Linked DNA regions of Triticum aestivum: region 2 is linked to region 1. Evidence: chromatin contacts called from public Hi-C data. All regions are on one chromosome and are shown on one strand. Each heading gives the region's core, a stretch centred on a gene start, on an enhancer-like site or on the middle of the called end of the contact. The rest is flanking DNA. Distances are from core to core; before and after follow the strand shown. Region 1 holds the start of LOC123053332 (serine/threonine-protein kinase SAPK7). Region 2 has its middle 29 kb from the start of LOC123053333.

Evidence for each region. A called contact is a pair of places that touch in the nucleus more often than the background predicts.
Region 2: a Hi-C map of leaf shows a contact between it and region 1, with 4 times the contacts expected there. The contact joins the enhancer-like site here to the promoter of LOC123053332 in region 1. A contact is called at or near these places in 2 of 5 Hi-C or Micro-C datasets (both in leaf).

Annotation. Positions count from the first base shown.
Region 1 is chr2D:388,512,034-388,516,983 of IWGSC CS RefSeq v2.1, reverse strand. LOC123053332 (serine/threonine-protein kinase SAPK7) reads right to left here and starts at 2,794. Exons shown (of 9, transcript XM_044476794.1): 1 at 2,406-2,794; 2 at 2,196-2,270; 3 at 2,006-2,107; 4 at 1,878-1,931; 5 at 1,703-1,795; 6 at 1,339-1,431. The coding sequence starts at 2,525.
Region 2 is chr2D:388,742,086-388,747,035 of IWGSC CS RefSeq v2.1, reverse strand. No RefSeq gene overlaps it. Among protein-coding and RNA genes, the nearest start is that of LOC123053333, 29 kb to the left of the region's middle. Within about 2 kb of position 3,010, at least 2 of the 8 cell types and tissues checked have an H3K27ac peak or open chromatin away from gene starts, as enhancers often do. A contact at or near this core is called in leaf, where this site is marked.

The sequences.
Region 1 (4,950 bases), core at 1,545-4,044:
AAAAGGCTAATCTGTATCTGTAGCACTAGGACCATGATGGTAAAATGTTTTAGACAAGGACATAAAGTATGAAGTGAGCCTAAAAAAATGACACGTCCAACAAAAACCAAACGATTTGTCAAGCTGATGTGCCCATGGGTGTGTCTGCCTCATGGAGCTTTTGCTTGTCACAAACATGCATTCAACTGACCTATCTCCGTCTGAGCATTTTAATTCCCTAGTGATGTAAAATCACTCCTTTTGACGCATGCTCCTATAGACATAATCACGCTCCCGTCTCTTCACCCACTGAAGTTGCATTTCGCAACTGAAATTACAAACAACCCTACCCCGGTCCCCAGCTCCAAGCTTTCGTAGTATGAAGTGCAGAAATAGGGTATCTAATTCTAATATCTGTATCCACAGAATCACATGCTTTCTCCAGGAAATCTAACTTTACTGCAGGCCACAATAAATTAAACCAAGAGGGCGCACACGAGCTCGCGAACTCTTGATGTTCTCGCGGAAAAACAAAAAGAACTCGTGACCACTTAAACCGGTCTGAATCCGATCAACCTAAACCTTTCCTCCCCTCTTTTCGCATTTGGATGGCGTGCATGAGAAGCAGGGACCGCTGGTTGGAGCGAGCATCGCCATCGATCGAGCATGATGTGTGAATTTCGATCATGAGAATGTGAATGTCCAAATCGACGTCATGAGACACAGAAAGAACAACATATCTTTGCATAATCTCTCACCTTTTCGCTTTTTCGACCGAGTTTTTCAACAAAATCCACTGCCTTTCAAAAATAAAAATAAATTTGGAGGACTGCCACGACAAGGACTGTCCACATTTAACCGGGAATCTAATCACCTGCCACATGAGCAGCGGCAGCAAGCCAAGCGAGGGACACTATCTCAGAGCCAGCGTGGCGTTGGGCCCACCGCCCAGTGGGAGTGCGCGCGTCTGCCCGGTAACAGGCAGGCAGATCTGTAACTAGGGACAAATTCCGAATCCACCAGTCAGAGATAGCTGATTAGCTGGCCCGAAAGGACCCAGCCTATAGACCCACGCCAGAATGAACCCACGGGCCCACTCGCTGAATGGAGTGTTGTGGCCCATGGACCCAGTTCACAAGGGCTGCTGGTTGGCGGCCTCGAGAAGCGAGAGCCACGCTACGTGTACGTGTACTGCAGCGGCAGGCGGCACGTGCTCACGGGCTAGGACAAGTGGGTCGCTACCGCCACTGCCTCCGGGACCCACCGCACGGCGGGCCCATGAGCAGAGTCACGAGGCAGAAGAATAGAGAAAACGGCGGAGAGAGAGAGAGAGAGAGAGCCGGAGACCGACCGACTGACCTTGCCGTCGTATTCCCGGCGGGAGAGCACCTCCGGGGCGATGTACGCCGGCGTTCCAACCGTCGACTTGGGCTTCGAGTGCAGCAACGACGACTGCAAAAGGAAGAAAAGGGAAGCATGTTCAGTGCACCGCAGCGGGAAAAAAGGCGTTGGCGTGGCGCCGAACTTGTTTGGGTCAACAATGGCAGGGGACGTTGCTTTCGCGAGCAGTTTCGCGCAGGAAGAGGAAACCAATTGCATTTCGGGAGGGCGAGATGAATCCTCCGATCTTTCCGGCCGCAAAGCCAAGCGAAGTGCAGCTTTTGACCCCCCGCAGAAAATGCCTCCTTTTTATAATTGTTGTTACTATTTTTATTACTATTACCTTTGAGTAACCGAAGTCGCAGATCTTGAGGCGGGGCGCCGGGCTGCCGTCCAGCAGAGTGTTCTCCAGCTTCAGGTCCCGGTGGCAAATTTGCTGCAGATCAACGACTATTTTATACCATCTGATGATCTAGGATTTTTTTTATCAGGGATTGCACCGGTTTGCTTGTTCTTACCATGAAGTGGCAGTAGCTCACGCCGCAGATGAGCTGCTGGAAGAAGTACCTGGCCTGCGGGGACAAAGCAACCGTCGGTTACACGAACCGGCGCCGAAAATGGAGACAGGCAATGGACCGATCCTCACCTCGTCCTCGCTGAACCTCCCGGCGTTGCAGATCCGGTCGAAGAGCTCGCCGCCGGCCGCGTACTCCATCACAATCGCCAGGTGCGTCGGCGTGACCACCACCTGCAAAAGAATCAATCCGTTATACTCTTCTTCGGCCGGAGAAGCCGGAAAGGATTGCTCCCGGCGCCTTGCCCGTTCCCTCGCCCACCTCCTTGAATCGGATTATGTTGGGGTGCCGCAGCGACCGGTGGTTTATGATCTCCCTCGCCACATTCTCGTCAATCTGCAAACACCAAGAAACGCCCAAAAAGACACTCCGTCACTAAATTCGCGGCAGGAAGGAAAAACTCGACCGGGCCGGCCCATGCTGGGATGGATCACAGGGGAGCCCGACTCCGGCCGGCGGCGGCGAGCGCACCTTGAGGCCCCGTGGGATGTACTTCATGGCGACGAGCTCCTTGGTCTCCTTGTTCCGCATCAGCCGCGCGACGCCGAAGTTGCCGGCGCCGATGTCCTTGAGCAGCTCGTACCTCTCCATGGATCCCGGGCCGAGTCGCGCGGCAACCGCTGCAGAAAGCTTGATCGGGCCGGAGGCAGAGGCGAAGATTGGGGGATCCTTTTGGGGGTTTTGGAAGCTTCGTCGCGGCGAGATGAGGTGGGAGGGAGGGAGGGGGGGAAGGATGATTCGAAGCTTAAAGGAGAAGGAGAGGCTGCTTCTTCTTCTTCTTCTTCCCCGGTGGGATGGGTTCGATTAATTAATACCACTGCTGCAGCGCTGCTGCTCCGAGGAGTAGTACTAGTTTTATTTGGTGATTAGATTATGATGATGATGTGCCATGACATGGCGTGCTCATGACTTGTTTTCTCCGGAACTAATTGTCGTTTGGACCTTTGATTTGTTGTAATTGACAGTGAGGTCCTTGTGTGCATTGGGAGCTTTCCTTTCTCTCCGTGTTGCTTGATTTGGCGGTTACTGAACCGAGGACAGTCTGGCTCCCGTTGCCTTTGCTTGATTTTTTTTTCTTTTGATGATTTTGAAGGGAGCCCTGCTTGCTTTTGAAGCACTAGAAACGGTTGCGGTCAAATAATAAACGACCACCCGCAAAATAAGTAAATTAAATCTGTCTATTTTACGACTAGAGTAAGTAGTAACTGACGAGAGTCAAAGCGCTGGCCTTACAGGCAGACAGGCAAGATCTGGTTGTCACGCGGAACACAATACCCAACTGAAATGAATTGCTCGCTAGGCGGTCGCAAGCAGCAACAGGCGGAAATAACATGCTTGGACTGTGGAAAACGGACGTCATTCTTCACGTTTCTCCTCTCTCGGGACTGAAAAACTTTCATCGCTGATTATGATGATGATGATGTGGAAGGGAAAGAGAATGATTTTCTCTTTCTTTCAAGAAAAGGATCCGCGGCACGCGGGATGTATCCGTCTTCTTCTACCGTCTGACCATCGGCGTCATGGGGTCGGGATGGCTTGTACGTGCTGCGGGTGGGTGGAACTGCGAAATCATCAGTGAACCTACCGATGGTGGATCGGCGAGCGGAACGGAGGCTGGGGGCCTTGCGGCGGTGGGCACATGGGCGCATCCCGTGGGTGTGCGCGCGGGTGCAGCGTACGAGAGACTCTGGATTTCAACACGGGTGCGGGGTACGCGGGCGCGGCTAAATCCGACACCCAAAAGTCCACGGTGTGTGTCCATGTATAGTGAAAGGTCACACCTTAAATATTGGATGCCACCATCATGTATGCAATTGCAAATCCTCATCCTCATACAATTACATGCAAGGCAAAACCTAATCTAAATCTTCGGCGGTGTCCGTGTCCCTGTCCGGCAGCCGTGAGACCCGTGGAGTGAAAGTCTGGTCGCCGGCAAGGTATAGTAGGACAAGGGACATGGGTTGTCCCGCATGGGACACGATGCGCTGCCGTCTCCCATGCCCTATTTTTCCTCGTTCAAACCTTCCGCCTGGGCATCATCGGTGGAGGTGAGGACCATGATAGACATGGACCGGTCAGCCTCATGGTCGAAGCCCAATGCGGCCACCTAAGGTTGCGGCGCCAGGCGGCGGCGGTGTTCGACTCAGCCTCTGTGGCCTCCCGCGCCCTGTGCTTCACACGGAGGGCATGCCTCACGATAGACGTGGATGGTTCGTGAGGCATGTTGGCATTGACCTTTGACTCGAAGCCTGAAAGCGTGGGGACGATGCGCCAACAAAGGGGTTGCACTGCCAGGCGGTAGTCAGCGCTTCCGGCGAGGCCGTAGTCACGCGCCTCTAGCCACTAGCCCCAACGGATCCAAGTGCCATTTGAGCGGACACAATGGATTCCCACCGGCTCGAGTCCGATCACGGTCGGGCCCACTCCTCCCGGGAGCGGCGCAGAGCAATGCAGACAACCATCTCCTCCTCCCCCCACCACCCCCCCTCCCCCGTGGGGCAAGTTCTCGGTCGATGGATAGGAGATCTCGGAGTCGGATTCGTTGCCCGCCACGCTCGAGAAGGCCAGAGTTTCGCCGCGCAGGAGTTTGGGGACGGAGGGATTGGAATGACTAGGGTTTGGTCCATAGTGCAAATAGAGATGAATATATGTGGGGTCGGGTGGGCCATCGTGGTCCGGATCCGACGTGGTGGACGCGTCTGGGCATCCCATATCCACCCACATATGGGATGGGTATGGAGTTTGCATGTTAGCTCGAACGCTTGGGCTGTGTTTGGGGCAGCCGGTTGGGTGTTTTTTTTTTCTGTCCGGGCAATGTTCGGGCAGGCTGCCCGAGCCTTTGGGCGGATATGGGTCGTTCGATTGTAGATACCCTTACACCATGCTCGTATCGACATGAGGCTATGTTCTATTATAGGGAGTAGGGCAACTCCGACGTGGATCGTAAATATTGCCTCGAAATCTTCGAATTAAATGTTGTGGACGTTTTTTGTCATCCAACCCAAATCGAAACCGC
Region 2 (4,950 bases), core at 1,761-4,260, 230 kb before region 1:
ATTGGTTTTTTAGATGAATTAACCATGGTTGGTAGTGATGAGATTTAATACGGTGAGTTGACAAATCAAACATAACAAAATCGTGCAAGCATTTCCGATGGACGTCGAGTCTAGTCCCGACTGTCCAACTGACATTTTGCTTCGACTCCAACACGTTGGAAAGCATATCCCTTCCTTCCTAGTAGTATAAAACAACGAACGGATCTGCACTGGAAAGGTCGGATATGTATGCACAGGACAATCAGAAGACATGCGGGAGTGGTTCACCAAACTGTTAAGCGGTCAGTCTACACCTAATAAAGATCTGCAGCTGGGCAGATAGCGTTGTTGAAATATAATGCGTGCTGCCATTTGTGTCTTCCGGTACTCAAGCACGAGGCTCATTAACTAGTCAGATATAATCGTCATCTACAGTGAAGATGGATCGACAGAGATCATCGCCGAGATAAGATGGAGAGGCTAGATGGCCATGGCATGCCGGTGGTTTGACTTTCCAATAATCTTTCATGCATGCTAGTGGCCATTTGATCCTCTGATCGTGAGAGGTAGTACTCCTTAGAGCATCTACAGCCTGCCCCCTAAAACCGTCTCAAATGCTTAAACCAGTCTTAAATGCTCATCGGTCACAAAAAATCGACTCATCTGGATGTCTCAAACCGGCCTCAAACGTCTGGGCCATCAGACGCCTCTCATATCCAGCCCACATATAGGGTGGATATGGGATGGCATGGCCCACCACCGACCCTAACGTTGTTCCACAAAAAACCCCAATCCGGCTCCTCGCTGGGAACCCTTGCTCACTCACTCTCTTATCTTACTTCGTCCTTTTCTCTCTCCTCTCCAATTCCGATCCACCCAGCGCAATGTCGAGCTCCGACCTGGCTCTGACGTGGACGTCGACAAGGAGTTGGCCCTCCGCATTGCCTTGGAGCGGTTCAAGGTGGACACCAGGGGCAGCTCCGGATCTGCAGCATCGCCGCAGCTCCTGCACTGGCGCAGCGCAGTCGTCGGAGCTGGCCCATCACGGCCCGCACGCAGCTCCGCCAGGGCCACGCAGTCCGCTCCGCCCCCCGCGCCATCCCCTTCCCCTGCCAGCGGATGCTCCGCGCGGGCAGCGGTGGGTGCTAGTGCCCGCGCTGTCGGCCCACGCGCGCACTCTGGAATCAGAGGCGCACATAGCCCGCCGCGAGATGCAGCAAGCAAAGGGAGAGGGAGGCGACGGAGCCCGATGAGGACGAGCATCTCCTCGCTTGGGCCTACGACGAAAGAACGCGAAGGCGCTCCGACTTGCCATAGAGTAGTTGGAGCGCGAGGCGAAGGAGGCAGCGACGGAGGCGACTCGGCTCGCCAAGTTAAGCGGCAGCAGGACATGGCCATCCGTCAGATGAAGGGGCTGATCGTCCTCTCCGACTCCAACTCCGACGACGGCGGCGACCACAACTCCACCTCCTCCCTAGATGACCATGATCCTCCACGAGCCCCGAACGCCTACAGCTACGCCGGCGACCGAAAGGGGAAAGGTCGGGGAGGAAGTGGTGAAGACGCTCCTCCTCCTATGTTTTTTTATCGCTTTTTAGTTGTTGAACTTAAGAACTTGTCTGGCGATGAACTTCGATGATCTTTTGGATGATGTACAATTTGTTTATGCGCATTTGGTTGTCCGTTTGATGCCGGTTTCGTTTTGCGTTGTTTGATCACGTAGAATAGCTCTTACGTTGTATGTGTTGTGTGGATATAAGGTGCTGGATATGAGGTAGGTGGATGTGGAGAGAGTAGTTTGAGACGTGACTCGTCAATGCCCGCGGGCATTTGACGGATTGGATTTGTCAAATCCGGCTGTAAATGATAAAGATCTGTAGTACTCACTAAAAAAACAGAGATAAAGATCCGCACCGAAACATTACCACGTACTACTAGTCTACTACTTTCATCTCAAAGTAAAAGACGTTTTTTCAGGGAAATGAGGTAGTACGAAGGAAGCCGCTTGCACGAAAATAATGTGGCCCTGTCAGAATGTTCCTACCAAGTACAGCAAACCTAAGCAAATGTTGTTCATCATTGAAAAAAACACCATGGTTTGACGGTCAGCTCCAGCTCAGCTCAGCTGATATATATGGCACAAAGACCGTACGTAGCAGGAGGACACGATCGACGAGTGGTGGCGGCACTTGAGAAACAAAAGGAGGTGTGAAAGCGGACGCGAATATCTTTCCTGACGCGTTCAAGATGTTCCAAATCCCTATCTTGTCCGGAAGAATACTCTACTTTACAAGGATAGATACCACTTTACATTTCCATCCATCCATCCCAAAAAACAGATGCTCTATAGTTTGGTCGAACGGAGCGCATACTCTTCCTCGCGCAGCCAAGAAGAGAACATCGGAACGAGTTTTCCTCTAGCAGGCTGGCTGATGCGAGTTGTTTACCCCCTCCTGGCGGCTGAGCAAATATTCGTTCCGCCCCGTTCGCTGTACTGTATTCCATTCCCGTCGCCACCCAACCCCGCTTACTTTCCGCAACGTTTACAGGTCAACATCTCCGTTGGATCCAAGGCAGGGACAAAGCCCGGGTCACATCGCGGCCAGCTGCAGAGTCCACCCCTCGTCTCGACGGGGGGAGATTCCGTTTTGGCAGGTGGATGGAGCGGCTGTCAAGGAGCCAATGGGCAGAGATTATCCATCCGGCATCGCCTCGCCTCGCCGGCCAAGCAGCCTGCATTTGTTAAACAAGTCGCTCGGACGCTCTTCTTTAGGTCTAGGGTGTCACGGGAGATCTCCCCAAATCCGGATCTGTCCCCGTCGGGCCGCGTGTTCGCGTATGTTTGTCGTGCGCCGGGCGACGCTATGGCCACGCCATTGGCTTGGCGCTTGCAGCGCGGGGCAGCGGAGGTTAAACAAGCGGCGCATGCTTGGCCTGGCGTCTCCGGGGGGTTGCGCGGAATATCCCAGTGCGGTGCGGAGATACACCCGCGACCGCGACGGGGACGGGGGGAAAGGGTGAGGCTGCGTGCGTGCTCTGGATATTCGGGCAGAAATGCACGTTGCTTCTGGACGGGTTCTGTTCGTCTCCGAGAGTACAAGACGGCATCGTGTGTGTTTTGTCTATGGGATCAATTGTGTTGTGTCGTTTTCCAGGTAATGATTCCCTTGAAAGCCTAGCTTTTGTAATTTTCTGTTTAAAGCTTGGAGGATATCCTATCCGGGTCTGTCTAGGACACATCTAGATGTGACATAGTTATGTCACATCTAAGCTGATGTACACTCTGTCTGTGGTCTATTTTTTTTTAAATTTTTTTTTCTGTTTCTTGTTGTTGCATTATATATTTGTGAGAGCTTAGATGTGACATCCTTAAATAACATCTAGATGTGAATTAGACAAACTGTATCCTAAACGCCGGCATTCGATGATATTATAGCATCTACAACCCGACACCGGACATGACTCCTTACAAAAATGCCAACCAACCAGACCCTTAAATCCAACCCAGACGGCCCTCGTATGCAGTCTATATGTGGGGAAGATATGAAACGACCGCACGCGTGGCGGATCCTAGCGCGCAACCCCCAGCTTCCCTGCGCGCCTTCTGGGTTGGCTCATGTGGGGCGCAAGGTCCCCCGGTTATTTTTTCTTTCTTCTTTTATGTTTCTTTTTTTGTTTTCTTTTTCTTTTTTCCTATTTTCCCTTTTTTATTTTTTTCAATTTGTGAAAATCTTTGAGATCCGTGTACATTTTCTAAAATTATGAACATTTTTTAAGTTACAACATTTTTTGGAAATCATGAAAACATTTGTTTACAAATGTATGAACATTTTTTAAAATTGTGATTATTTTTTGAAATTTAAGATTTTTTTAAATTCATGAACACTCTCTTCAACCATGAACTTTATTGAATTTGCAAAAGATTTTTTAAATCATGAACATTTTTTCAAACCATGAACATTTTCAATTTGTGAACATGTTTTTGAAATTGTGAATTTTTTTGAAATCACTAACTTTTTTTTGAATTTGCAAACATTTTATGATTTATTAATTTTTTGTCCAAAATGCACATTTTTTAAGATTTCAAAACTTTCTATGATCGCAAATTATTTAAATAGAAAAATGAAAACCAAAAAGGAAAAAGGAAAAAAAACTTTAAAAAATAGAGTGCTCGGACATGGGCCGGCCCAAATGGGTGCTCTGGGGGAGCGAGGGATGCGCGCTACTGCTCCTCCTACCGCCCCACGCGCCATATAGGAGGTCCCCACACGCGTGTGCCACTCAGGCCCATGTCAAATCCCTTCAAATTAACCAAGTCCATCAAAACGACCGATTTGCTTCTGCGCCTGTCCTCCTTTTCCCGCCTCCGAGCAATCACCCTCCTCCCACGGGCCGGTCTTGAGATTTCGGGGCACCGAGGCGAAACTAGAAGTCAAGCCCTTCAATACGTATGGCATTAGTGTGGAGATAGCCACCATGCAGTAGTGATAACGGGATGTACTCCAACTGATGAAAATTCAGTAACAGGGCAAATCTTCATGAATTTGTTGATATATTATCCCAAATAAAATCACAGAGATTAGTAGGTATAGAGGCCCAACACTGGGCCGCACTACCAAGAGTTTTTATTTTGGTTTGTTTTAATTTAATTTAAGAACAATGACGAAATTCCAGAATGTTTGCTAATTCAACTTTTTTATTGAATTCAAAAACAGTTAGTGAACTGAAAAATAATTCCTGATTTAAACTAAGTTTGGAAATTCAAAAGAGATCATGAATGTTCAAATGTTCGTGAAATGAAAAATGTTCACATTTTGGAAATAAGTTCATAAATTCAAAAACTATTAAATTACAAAAAACTTCACAAATTCATAAAAATATTTACGAATTTTAGAAAATCACTAATTCAATAAAAATCGAATTAAAACCATGAATCTAAAAAAGTTCGTGAAATTGAAAAAGGTTTGTTAA